2 separate regions of the Capsicum annuum genome follow, and region 1 is linked to region 2. Evidence: chromatin contacts called from public Hi-C data. All regions are on one chromosome and are shown on one strand. Each heading gives the region's core, a stretch centred on a gene start, on an enhancer-like site or on the middle of the called end of the contact. The rest is flanking DNA. Distances are from core to core; before and after follow the strand shown.

Region 1 (6,525 bases), core at 2,576-5,075, 40 kb after region 2:
CGAAATTTTCAATGCTCCAAGCTTCTAATATTTTAGTTATTTTTCCAAAAAATACTAACACGCATGAACTTGATGGGTTAAAATTTGATGTTGTTAACCTATTTAAATATAATTTTTTTTGTTCCTTATCAAATAATACAATCATTAGTCAATAATCATATCAACAAAGAATTTCATTGGCCATTTTTATCTAGCTTTTTTGCGTACATTTTTTTCAATGGACCCACTATATGGCTAACAATAATTTTACTTTCAAGTTCCAACTTATTCAACCACATTATTTACGAAGTAATGTTTTAAATAAACTTTAATTTATAATTTGAATTTTATTTCACAAAATATTAAATTGTTTATATAGAACTAAAATTATTTTTTTATATTTATGTGGTAAATGTTGATTATTTTTACTTCATATATTTATTTTCTTATATTTTAAACTTTTTGAGTGAAAATTCTGACTCCGTCGAAATTTTTGATACTCCAAGATTTTAATATTTTAGTTTTTTGCCAAAAAAATACTACCACGCATGAACTTAGTGGGTTAAAATTTAAAGTTGTTAAGCTATTTAAATATATATTTTTGTTCATTATCAAATAATTTTACAAAAAATATCATTAAGTCAGTCTATAAATATTTAGAAGAAATAAAAAATAATTACATATGTGATATTCATATAAGGCTTCGAACACACAATTTTTGTATTCACTTACGTGTTGTAGGTATAATCACAATTGACGTCCATGTTAACTCGCAAAACAGACATTTAAAAGATAATTTTTTTAAAAGAGATTAAAGTACATTAAATGGTCCGTGTAAAGAACTTTTACTATATTATATAAATATATTTATATGTAAGCTTTCATAAAAAATGAGATTTGTAATTTTAAAAATAAGATATATAATCCTCCATTTATTCCTTTTTATTTGCTTTATTTGTGTTGGCTTATATTCCTAAATAGCATAAATGTCATTTCACATCTAAATGTTACAATCATTAGTCAATAATCATATCAACAAAGAATTTCATTAGCCATTTTTTTTCTAGCTTATGTGTTTACATTTTTTCAATGGGACCATGTGGCTAACAACATTTTTACTTTCAAGTCCCAACTTATTCAAACACATTATTTATGAAGTGATATTTTAAATAAATTTAAATTTATTATCTGAATCTCCTTTTACGAAATGTTAAATTATTTATATAGCACCATACTATTTTTTATTTTTATGTGGTAAATATTGAATTTTTTCTTCATATATTTATTTTCTTATATTTTAAACTTTCTAAGTGAAAATTCTAACTCCGTCGAAATTTTTAATACTTCAAGCCTCTAATATATTGGATTTCTACCCAAAAAATACTACCACGGATGAACTTGGCGGGTTAAAATTTAAAGTTATTAACCTATTTAAATATAATTTTTTTGTTCATTATCAAATAATTTTACAAAATATCATTAAATTAATCTATAAATATTTTACTAGAAATGAAAAAGAATTACAATATTCATATAAGGCTTTTGAACGCATGATTTTTGTATTCACTTATGGATTGTAGGTGTAATCACAATTGACGTGCATGTCAACTCGCAAAATAGATATTTAAGAGATAAATTTTTGAAAAGAAATTGAAGTACATTAAATGGTCAGTGTAAGAAACTTTTGCTATATTATATAAATATATTTATATGTAAGCTTTCATAAAAAATAAGATTTTTGATCTTAAAAATAGGATATATAATACTCCATCCATTTCTTTTTATTTGCTCCATTTGTGTTGTGCTTATATTCCTAATATTTGCTCCTTTAATTTATCAAAAATAGTTTGAACAAAATCTCCCGATTATGCCTTTGTTCAATAAATCTGATAATTACTGATTTGGAAAGAGGTATAAACTTTAATCAGGAGTATGTTAGTAAAATTACTTTTAATTTTATAGGAGTAAGAGATTTATTAAAGTGTGTGTCTAATTCAAATAGAGTAAATAAAAAGAAATGAAGAGAGTACCATATAATAGATAAATTAACTTGCATGTAAAATTTCTTTAAACTAACATTAAATAACTTTTTTTTTAAAATCTCTCTAATAAAATTTTAACTCCATCAGTATTAATTTGATTTGCGCTCTATTTTTATAGATAATTTTCAACTATCAATAATGTATCTTTAGTATTTTTTATTTCATTTATTATGAAAATGAATATATAATGTATTTATATGTATGAAAACAATCTCTTATCTCCATAATATAAATACGCTATTTTTTTTTAATTATATGGCATATAAGGTAAACAAACTATACTTTAAGAAAATATTGCTCGTAAGATATTATAAAAAAATGTTCATGTACTGACACTTATAATTTTAATTTTTCCTCTTGCATACTTTTCAAATAAAATTGGAAAATAAAAATATTAAAATTAGTTATTTAATTAAAAAAATGTGTTTGACCTGATGTTAAAATAAGCATTAAAGCATATTATATTTTAATTTTAACTAGGGCAATTTAAATAAATTGTAAGCTATTATTTGATTTTAGAAAAATAAAAATATATAGTTTTTTTAAAGTATGATCTCTATTATCATTTTCTATCGTATTTATTTAAAAACATTAATTTAATTTTTTTTATTAACTAATTAATGCTGATAAATACATATAAAACTGTAATATTGAGCCCGTAAAACGGTCCTTCATTATCTAGTTTGAAGTAATTTTTATAAGGGTAAAGGACAAAAATAACACCTAAAACTAAAATAATTCCACAAAACTAGCACCTAAATTTAAAAACCCAGTAAATAGGCATTAAGCATCACAATTTGGCCCTTTCAGTCTTGTGTACTGAGCCGAACGATCTCAAAACACACTTCTGCAACTTATTCTTTCTAACATAGTATGAGCTAACTAACCATTTCAACCAAATCTACTTGATAACGCTAGCAGATATGCTAGCAGCTCTACTTCAACATAGTTTCATCTTTAATGGGTCCATATTTTTTTGGCTCCTTTTCTTTTTAAATAATGCAAAGTTTAATCCATTTCACTTTCAAAAGTCAAAGTAGACGTTGGACAATTCAACTGAACTTTTAGGTAGATTTATAAGTTTTATTCTAAACCATTTACATGACAATCTTTTTTAAGTGATATAACATTATTAAAATAACATACTATTTTTTTTGTTTAGTTTTACTTATTTATACAATAAAATACAATATCATGTACTTTTGATATAATACAATTGTTAAAGATATATAGTTATATAATAATGATACAGTTTCTATACATATACATATTCTATATAATAATTATAGCATTTTTATACATATTCTATACAATTTTTAACTACAATTATTATCTAGATACATATTTTATACGACTTTATATAGTTTCTACATGCATTCTAAAAATGTATCAATCTAGTATAAGAGAGTATTGATTGAGTATATGGACACTGCAAGTGTATTAATGTAGTATAAAAGTGTATTAATATGTTATAAAAAATATTAATTGGGTATAGAGACTGCTTCTGTTTGCATAAAATTTCCTTTCTCTTTTTTAAAAAGTGTATCAATATAGTATAAAAGTGTATCAATGTGGTATAAAAGTGTATCAATTGAGTATAGAGACTGCACGTGCCCAATTGGATCAAATGGCTAAAAAAGGGAATTACTTTAACCGATTGACTATAGCATGTCCACCTTTTCAATTATGGACCATTTTTAAAAAAAATGGTTATGCTATGTCCTTTTTCCTTTTTATAACTAAAAATTACATAAATACACAATTTATGTTTTCAATATTACAAAAAAATCTCAACTATCTAAATATATTACAAAAATTCTTTTATAATGAAACATGGCGAAAAAGCCTAATTGATATCATCCCTCACCAATTTTTTATTTTTTTTTGGCTTAAAACTGCATTTGAAAACCTGTCTCGCCACTAGGGCCAAACAACCCTTTTGCACGCTACTAGGTCTTACATCATCTAATTCATCTAATTTTATATAAGGAAACACAATTCACAATTCTCGTTTGCTTTCTTCTTCCGTGATTGCAAGAGAATCAGATAACCCCCCAATCCGCTAGCTACATCAACCAGGTACTTTCCGCTCCTTTTCACAAATCCATTTTATTATTGATGATTTATAGTCGATCTTTCCTTTTTTGCTTCGATGCTCCGTTCTTCGTAACTGCAGATCTGAAAACTTTGACCAACTGATTCCTTTAAATCTGAATTTATTTTGATCCATTTCATTAATACATTTATTCGAAGGGAACAAATACTCTTAGCTTAGCTAGCGTTGCCGGAGAATCTAGTCATTTAGTCCGTTCATAATTAATTACTTATCACTGTATAACAAGGGTAAAGGCCTTCGTGCTTATTGTTATTGTTAGTTTTTTCTAAGTTTTACTCTGATTTTTAGTGGTCTTTTGGTACACTGGATGAGGAAAATAACCCCGAGATAAAATTTGGGATTGACTTTATCCCAAGTTTGATATATGAGGTATTAACAAAGCCCGGGACTATTTTATCCCACCATTATTACTATCCCATATGGAGGGTGGGATAAAATAGTCATATTCGTAATTATCCTATCCGGTGTACCAAACGACCCTAGGTATAGAGATTTCATATAGTAAGCGAGGAAAGTGGAGAAATGAAACAGAACCTAATCGATTTTATATCTTTGTGATTTCACACCATTTATTTGAAGTGCTATTTCAATGAAGAACAAAAACACACTGAAGACAAAGATAAAGTATCCGTAGATCGGTTACTGGTTAAGCGTTAGTTTAAGTAACAAAAAAAAAAAAAGGAAAGAGAAGAGTATTTAAAATTAAAATTGTGGGAGATTTTGTGAAAGTTGATGTTGTGTGTTTGACATGAACTTAATTTGGAAAAATAAGTTTGTGAAGATTGGTGAGTAGAGACTAATATTTCACTTGAAAATACTCATGAGGTAACACCTTCATATCAGTCTTTACTAAATACTCATGGCCTGTTTCTGCATTTAGAAAAAATGAAATAGCATTTTATGTCCTGAATAAAAAATGTGAATTGTGTGTGTTTGAAGTATTCTTTTTTAAATATCTGTGATTTTCTTAAAGAATAAGTAGTGGTTTCCCCTTAACCCTTGGAGGTGGTATGACTTTGCACAAACACTCCCTTAACCAGTATCTGAGGAGTTACTCCTCTCAATGAAGATTCTTTTAATATCCAACAGTACACATCACACCCACTCTGAAGGGCCTTTTGCAGTTTCCTATGATATTCATTAGATTGGTCTCTTTCGCGTAACATTTGTTACTCATCAGTTTCTTCCAGTGTAGGCTTAAATAAAGAACATGTGTGCACTTTATAATTTAAAGGCTCAGATCTAGTTAAGTCGACCACCTCTTTTAATTTTAGTTGAGAAGTGAAAACCTATCTATATTTGGAATAGTAGCAGAATGGTTAGCCATTATTCTATGGTTTGAGAAAATGAGTTTCTTAATAATTACCCCCTTATTAATATGGGAAACCTGAGCAAAGCTCATAGGAATTAACTGTCTCAAATATAGTTCACGGGGTGTTGAACCACACTGCCAATATTTCAGTTCACTTGAAATTAATAGTGGAGAATGGTGATAGATCCTGAAGTTGCAGTTTAACTGTTTATGAATGCATGTTTTGTGGCATCCGGCTTGTGATGTTGAATTACCTTTATTTTGTTGAATCAGGTGTTAGTTCATATACAACAAAAATGGCTGAATCTTCGCGTGAAGAAAATGTGTACTTGGCCAAGCTGGCTGAGCAGGCTGAGCGATACGAGGAAATGATTGAGTTTATGGAGAAGGTTGCAAAGACAGTAGATGTTGAGGAGCTGACTGTTGAGGAAAGGAATCTTATTTCTGTGGCCTACAAAAATGTGATTGGTGCAAGAAGAGCCTCATGGAGGATAATCTCTTCAATTGAGCAAAAGGAGGAGAGCCGCGGTAATGAAGACCATGTCAACACTATTAAAGAATACAGAGGCAAAATTGAGGCTGAACTTAGCAAGATCTGTGATGGAATTTTGAGCCTCCTTGAGTCCAATTTAATTCCATCGGCCTCAACAGCTGAGTCCAAAGTTTTTTACTTGAAGATGAAAGGTGATTACCATAGGTACCTGGCTGAGTTTAAAACTGGGGCAGAGAGGAAAGAAGCCGCTGAGAACACTTTATTGGCATACAAGTCTGCTCAGGTAGGTGATCTATGGTGAGCACTGTCAGTTTTTCTCCTTGTAATCAATGATTCTGATTTTCTTTAATGCGTTCTGTTGTAGGATATTGCTTTGGCTGAACTGGCTCCTACTCACCCAATCAGGCTGGGACTTGCCCTTAACTTTTCAGTGTTCTATTATGAAATACTCAACTCGCCTGATCGTGCTTGTAACCTTGCGAAACAGGTAATATTCTCTGCTTTTGTTGGTTCTTTGACTTGAATTACTCTCTCTCTAGTAAGCTAACTTGGACTATCTTCCCAGTTCTTATAGTTGATTTGT
Region 2 (7,319 bases), core at 904-3,403:
TCCTTGTGTACCATAATTCCATCCAATGTCCCTTTGTTTGCTACTAGTAGATTGAGACACCGTTGAAATTGAAATAGTTGTTAATGATCAAGTCATTTAATTAGTATATTACTATGTTATATAAGTTACTAAAAAAAGATTTTTTTACATAATACATTTATGCTTATTGTTACAGTAACACTGTAACACTATATTACTGTTATAGAGGAAGAAAAATAGAGAAAAAGAGGAGGAAAAAAAAAACAGTATGCCAAACCACCGGTTGAGTCACCGGAGTAAGAAGAAGAAGAAAGAAAAAAAATAATAGAAATCAGTACTTACCGGAGTAGCCGGAGTCGAAGTCGAACTTGTGAGATGGTAGATGGTAGCAGCCGCAGTCGCTAATCGAGTAAGCTAGTAGAGCCAAAAATAGGAAAATAAGACCTAAAATTGCCTTTTATCCCTAAAACTCTAAAAAAGAAAAAAAGGCGACGCCATTGTCGCCTCGCCGTGTCACCTGCCTCAATGCCACTACAACAAGAGGCGACTATGCCTCGCCATTGGCAACGTGGTGAGCGCTTTTTATAACACTGATTTGGACTACTTCATCCTACATTTGGTTAAGTCCATCCATAGCCAAGATGAAGAGGAATGGTGAGAGAGTTCCCTGCGTAAGAATCTTTAAATTCCACTAGAGATCTGTTAACCAACACTGTGAACTTGATCTATCTGATAACCTATCACCAAACCTGATTTTCCTTGAAGTAGAGATAAGATATGACCAATTGAGTTGAACAAAAGCTTTCTCTATGATCCAACTTTCAAAAAACACATGCTTCCTTACTTTTTAGGTTCCAATCAAGAACTAAAGTAGCAATCAAAGTTACATCTGTAATTTGCCTGTCTTGAATGAGAGCATCAGTAAGGGGCCTAGCTTTCTTTAACACTATCTCTGGGTAGGAGGGTTGTTTTTATAAATTCTGGTGGCAAAGTAAGAACCTTTTGATTGTTATAACTAAGTGGTTGAAGAAAGAAATGGTAAGGGAGGCCAGGAAATTAAGGCTAAGATGGCATACTACAGGTGAGCCTGGGTTGAAGAAAAATGACTGAAGCGACCGCAACATTATTACTGTTTGGTGAGAGAAATAAAGTTAGGAGGGCGGTGATCACTGGTTTGGAAATCAATGTTGGTTTTCAGTTTTGCTCTACCGGGACCCTTGACCAATGTTATTTAATTGAATCTTAATTTATTTTGAATTCTGTCCATAAAAAGGAGTTTGAAACTACTTCATTTGATTTGGTTGTGATATTTATCTGTTATAGGTTAACCTGAAATCTGCCACTTTGTGCTCATTACTGTTAGTTTACTGCAAGTTCTTTCTCTTGCTGACAGGTTAAATGAGTTGAGAAATGCCTTTATTCAAAATTAATGTATCTCTTTCTTATGACCAAATGATCTTATGTGCAACACTAATATTCTCTTTCTTTCCTGTCTAGGCCTTTTACTTCTGTAATTAATTGGGAATACAATGTGTGACTTTGTTAGAACTCCATGTTATGGTTTTCTGTATTTTATGGGTTCTGGGAAAATATTTTCATTATTTTGCACCAGTTGTTATAAGCTGGTTCCTACTCATATGATTGATAATTTTCTTGTCTCAGGCAAATGTGGTGAAAGATCATCAGCTGTGTCGAGCGTTATTCTTGGCCCATAACTAAGCAATATGTATGCCTCTTTTGGTGTTTAACTTGTAAGGTTGTTGAAATTGTTTGTTGTGCCATGGATATAGGTGGCTTTGTATGAATTCATCTTATCAGAAAAGCACATTGCTGTTCTTTTCTTATTCTTTATCAGTAGATGACACTTGACGTAATAGTTCAAATGATCAAGCAGAGATTCAAGTTGGAACTTTTAAATTGTTGTGATGAATGCTTTGAAATTATCTTATCAATTTGTGAAGGTTTTTCTTCTTCTTCTTTTTTTTTTTTTGTGTGTGTTTTGAGTTGATAGCTCTGTCAATGACGAACTTAATAGATGACGAAAGCACATGACTTTGGCCTGTCTCTATTTATTGTGCTATTTTAAAATGAGTTGTGGATTAAATTCAGTGGCTGCCCTTATATGCCCTGTGCTTGTTTTTGTTCTATGCATTATAATTTTTTTCCTTGTGTAGAGTACTTTGAAATTAGAATCTAATAGATGATCATCTTCAAGATTCACTAGATTTGAACAGATTGTCATAGCCAGTCATGTATATTATGAGTTGCAATTTCAATAGACTTGCTTCCCTGTTTTATATTCAAATTAGCTGCAGATGGAATTGAAGTAGGCCCTCTCGAATTTGCCCTTTTTCACAAAGATAAAAGTGCAAGTAGAAAACATAGGAAAGATCTATATCATGGCTGATAATCCTTAGGTGAAAGTACCACCAAAGACCTAAATGGCTAAATGTACTTGATCTTTATCCTCCTCCATCAGAAAATAATCTAAAGAAGATGAAAATAAAATGGAGTTCATAGCATAAAAGGACAATTGCGATTGTATTCCCTTATAAGTATTGAACTAAGCATATTCTATTTTTAGTTTTGTAAAGTTATGCGTTTGCTTTAAGTCTCTTTAGTAACAAATTGTCGTAACGATTTTTTTTTTTTTTTATAAATAACATAAATACCAACCTTTTAAAAGTAATTACAATTTCTCCCATTTTTTTAATTACTTTACTCTCTCTCCCTATTAATATACATAACATAGTCGACATATACATGGCATTCTGTGTATATGTGGGATTTTTGTAATATGTTTAGGGATTTGGGATTTTTTGTAATATTGAAAACATAAGTTGTGTATTTGTGTAATTTTTAGATTTTTTTATTGATTGGTCCATTTGAACAAATTATTCTTGGTACTTTCGTCGTTTGGTTGGGAAAGTAGTTATACTGGGATTAGTTATGCTAGGATTATTTTTTATTGAGTATTTGGTTTGTTGTATTCAAAGTAATATGCATGATATAATTTCTAATAATAAATTAATTGATTACCAAAATACCCTCCATCTTATTTTATATATATATATATATATATATATATATATATATATATATACTTTACAAGCTTTAACTATTTATTCTTAAAAATAAAACTTTTATCTTATTTAACTTAATTTTTTTTGTGTATGCGCATTTCCATAATTAGATCGTGTATATTTTAAAAATAAAACTTTCTGTTATAAATGTACCATATATAGTGAATGTCAACTTTACCATATATAATGAATACCTACTTTACCATATATTGTGTATGCTTATTTATGGAAAAGTTACAAACCCCAAGGTTAGTTTTCCCCTATAAATAAAGTGGTTTTCCTTCATTGTAATTCATCCCTAAAAGAGAAATAACAAATATTCTCTCTGTTTTCTCTACTCTTCTTCTTTATTCTTTATTAGTTTATAACACGTTATCAGCACGAGACTTTGCCGTCTCAAATTTGAAGGCTAAGGTATTATTTTCTTTCTTTTTATATTGTTAATAATCTTACAAAATTTGAGTTCATTGCCTCGAGCAAGAACTACCTTTCATGGGTATTGAATGCTTGAAATTCACTTAGATGCTATAGGTCTTGGAGACGCCATAAAGAAAGAAAATACAGCATCTAATCAAAATTGTGCTAAGATTATGATTTTCTTGCGTCATTATTTTGACAAAATTATGAAAATTGAATACATTATTACTAAGGATCCACTTGTTTTGTGGAATAGTCTTGAAAATGGTCATCCTCTCAAAAGCACAATATGGATGCATGCATCATGAAAATAAGATGTTGGGTTCAAATCCTATAGATTTGTGGCCTACGACGCCTTCATATGAATATAAATAAGACATTGAGTTTGTACATTATAATAATAAGATTTTGGGTTCAAGTCCTGTTGATTTATGCCTAAGACGTCTTTATATAGGTAAGACGTTGAGTTTGAATCTTAATGCATCATACTGATGATATTATGATGGCTAAGGCAAAATAATGTATTTTTAATGAAAAGTCATGAAATATATCCCATCGAATATGTTTCATTCCATGAAGTGAATGTGATAGCAATATATGATAAGTCTGAAATATGACAACTTACTTCATTCTTGAAGTGTATGTGATAGCAGTGCATAATATGTCTGAAAGAAGACGAGTGATTGAATGCACGAATATACGCGTTGAGGAAAAATATGATAATGATCATCAAAAGTGATGATATTTTCACACGCACATTATGATCATAAGATATGTTAGAGAAAATTTCTCTAGATCATATGTATGCCTCGATTTGCTCCTGAAGTAGTAATATCATAAAAGAGGTTATAAGCTGTCAATTTGATAGGCTTAAGACACGATTATATTTCATTCATGGGAATGAGAATTTAAATTGTTATAAGCATAGATCCATTTCCTGGGTAAATGTGATGATATTTAGTAAAACTTATCAGCAAACGTGAACTTAATTGTGATAGCTTCACAACTCACCTCCGAATAAGGCAGAATAACCGAGAAGAGTTTTTTGAAATCTACTTCTAAAGTAGTAAATCTGAAATTTATTCATGTAATAGTAAATCTGAAATTTACTAAAGTAAAAAGGTACATGTCATGGTAAACTTGGAGTTTGCTAGAATAAAAGTTCATAAGTTGACATGAACGATTATGACATCCCGAAGATATGCATATTGAGTATTGAACATGTAATGAAGATTAGAAAATTCTTCAAGAATTATTCATGTTATTTGTTCTCATGATAAGTTGGTTGGACCAACTAATTATTAGATTGGATCCCTCAAAATCTGAAAAATATAAAAAGTGAATAAGGGCTCGCTCACCTTTCATGTGATATGTTGAAAAGATGCATCAATAAGATAATCACATGTACATTTATTGTCAACCTATAGTTTGACATTCATAAAGTTGTTTGCTCAACAAAATTAAGTTAAGAGCATAACTTTCAGATTGTGCATTCAAGACAATTCATCTTGATGAAAATGGTTTGGCATTGAATGCCTTCAATAAATAGCTAAACCATTGCTGATGAGAACAAAACTTTATTTGTTGGTCTGAAATATGATATGTTGCATACACTTGTATGCATTAGACTAATAAATTATGATTATTTCTTTCCTGTCAATTGGTTCAAGGTCATGAACCAACTATTTCATCTAATAGTTGATGTGTGGTATACGATTAATGGATATACCATGATGCACAAAGATGGATTCCTCAAATAAAATAGAGGATGTATGTTAGTTTTCCTAACATAAGGGGGAGATTATAAACAGTTATGAATATATTAGAAATTATCAACAGATCCTCATTCAAAAGATAATTCAAGTCAAATGCCGAAAGCATCTCATATTTAAGCTGCAAGTGCTCCTATTTTGTGTCTCAAAAGGACAAAGTCTTGCATGCGTGAAGCGTGATAGACCAATCGATTCTAAATAAAATAATTCTTGAAACGTATAAGGAGCAAATAATCATAATAAGAAGGCAATGTGCTCTTGAAGAGCCTACGACATAACATTTCATGAAATTTATGAGAGGTTCAGGTACCTAAAAATAATGAAATGATGAGATCTCAAAATGTTGTGTCGCATTGTGAACCAATACGAAATGATATATCATCAATATCTTAGATCAAATATTGGTACAATATTGTGAAAGATTACGAGGATTCGAATTCTACATTTATTTAAGCATGCTGACGTAGAAACATTTATCAAATAACATTAAAGGATGCATCTTGGTAAGTGAAAACTTATTTGATTTGTAATCCACACGCTTGAAGATGTCACACATGAAAATGTTGAATATTGTCACTTGACAAAATATATCTTGTAAATACCACAAGGCCTGTTATAGCCTTTTCAACTAATTTATTAGCAAGGTATAGTTCTTCTCCTACTAAGAGACATCGAAATGGGATCAACATGATCTTATTTTATTCTAAAGAATGTAGTTCTGATCTTGTTGATTATGCTTATGCTGGTTATTTATTTAACCCACATAAATCTTGGTCTCAAACATGCAATGTGTTCACATGTGGGGATACTGTCATATCTTAGAGATATACAAATTAGTTTATCTAGTCACTTCATCGAACCATGCTAACTCGCTATTCATAAAGCAAGCCGAGAATGTGTATGATTGAGGTCCATGATATATCTCATTCGCAAAAATTATGGTTTGAAATGTGATAAAGTACCCATAATTTTTTTATGAGTATAATGTAACATGCACAACTCAACTTAAGGGAGGATTCAAGGAGATAGAACGAAGCACATTTCGTCAAAGATTTTCTATATACACGAGCTATAAGAATCGTGATGTTAACATGCAACATATTCGTTCAAGTTACAATTTGGTTGATTTATTCAACAAGTCCCCTCCAATTGCAACTTTCAAGAAAACGATGCACTGCAAAGGTTCAAGGATGTTCTCATTAGGGGGAGTTAATACGCGTTGTACTCTTTTTCCCTTATGAGGTTTTGTCCCACTAGATTTTTCTTGTAAAGTTTTTAATGAGGCAGCTTATATGCGTATTGTTAGAGATATGTACTCTTTTTCCTTCACTAGATTTTTTTCCATTGATTTTTTCTAGTAAGGTTTTAACGAGGCACATTACCTATCAATTAGACATTCAAGGGGAAGTGTTATAAATGTACCATATATAGTGAATGTCTACTTTACCATATATAGTGAATACTTACTTTACCATATATTGTGTATGCCTATTTATGGAAAAGTTACTAACCCCAAGGTTAGTTTTTCCGTGTAGAGAAAGGGGTTTTCCTTCATTGTAATTCATCCTTAAAAGAGAAATAACAAATACTCTCTTTGTTTTCTCTACTCTTATTCTTTATTCTTTATTAGTTTATAACACTTTCATCTTATTTAACTTTAATTATTTTGCATGTGTCTTCCCATGATTATGCCGTGTGTGTTTAAATTTAATTTGAAATAAAAACTTTCAACTTAAGTTTGTTAAAGTAAAAGAGGTTTTGTTGTTTATGTCACTTCATTTAAACACATATCACTCATATAATATAGAATATTAAAATTCATTTAATTGATATATACAATATCAATTTTTAAGTGATTAAAAAACTATTTAGTTTAAAATATGTAATTCAACAATGAAGTCGACATTTTTATTATTTTTTAGAGAAATTAAAATATATAAATAAATATAATAATTATTCAAATAAATTTAACGTATCATATATTCATAAATAAAATATTTCTTAAATGTGTATGAATCTCTAATATTGTAGTACTTTCAATTCATATTCTATTAATGTTAATATAAGT

The links. A called contact is a pair of places that touch in the nucleus more often than the background predicts.
Region 1: a contact with region 2 is called in a Hi-C map of leaf, with 2.3 times the contacts expected there. The contact joins the promoter of LOC107858586 here to the enhancer-like site in region 2. A contact is called at or near these places in 2 of 5 Hi-C or Micro-C datasets (leaf and placenta).

Annotation. Positions count from the first base shown.
Region 1 is chr2:78,439,562-78,446,086 of UCD10Xv1.1, forward strand. LOC107858586 (14-3-3 protein 4) reads left to right here and starts at 3,826. Exons shown (of 5, transcript XM_016703316.2): 1 at 3,826-4,100; 2 at 5,723-6,225; 3 at 6,307-6,429. The coding sequence starts at 5,746.
Region 2 is chr2:78,401,653-78,408,971 of UCD10Xv1.1, forward strand. It overlaps LOC107858587, which reads left to right. Exons shown (of 4, transcript XM_016703317.2): 4 at 1,642-1,951. The coding sequence ends at 1,654. Among protein-coding and RNA genes, the nearest start is that of LOC107858587, 27 kb to the left of the region's middle. Within about 2 kb of position 2,154, at least 2 of the 5 cell types and tissues checked have an H3K27ac peak or open chromatin away from gene starts, as enhancers often do. A contact at or near this core is called in leaf, where this site is marked.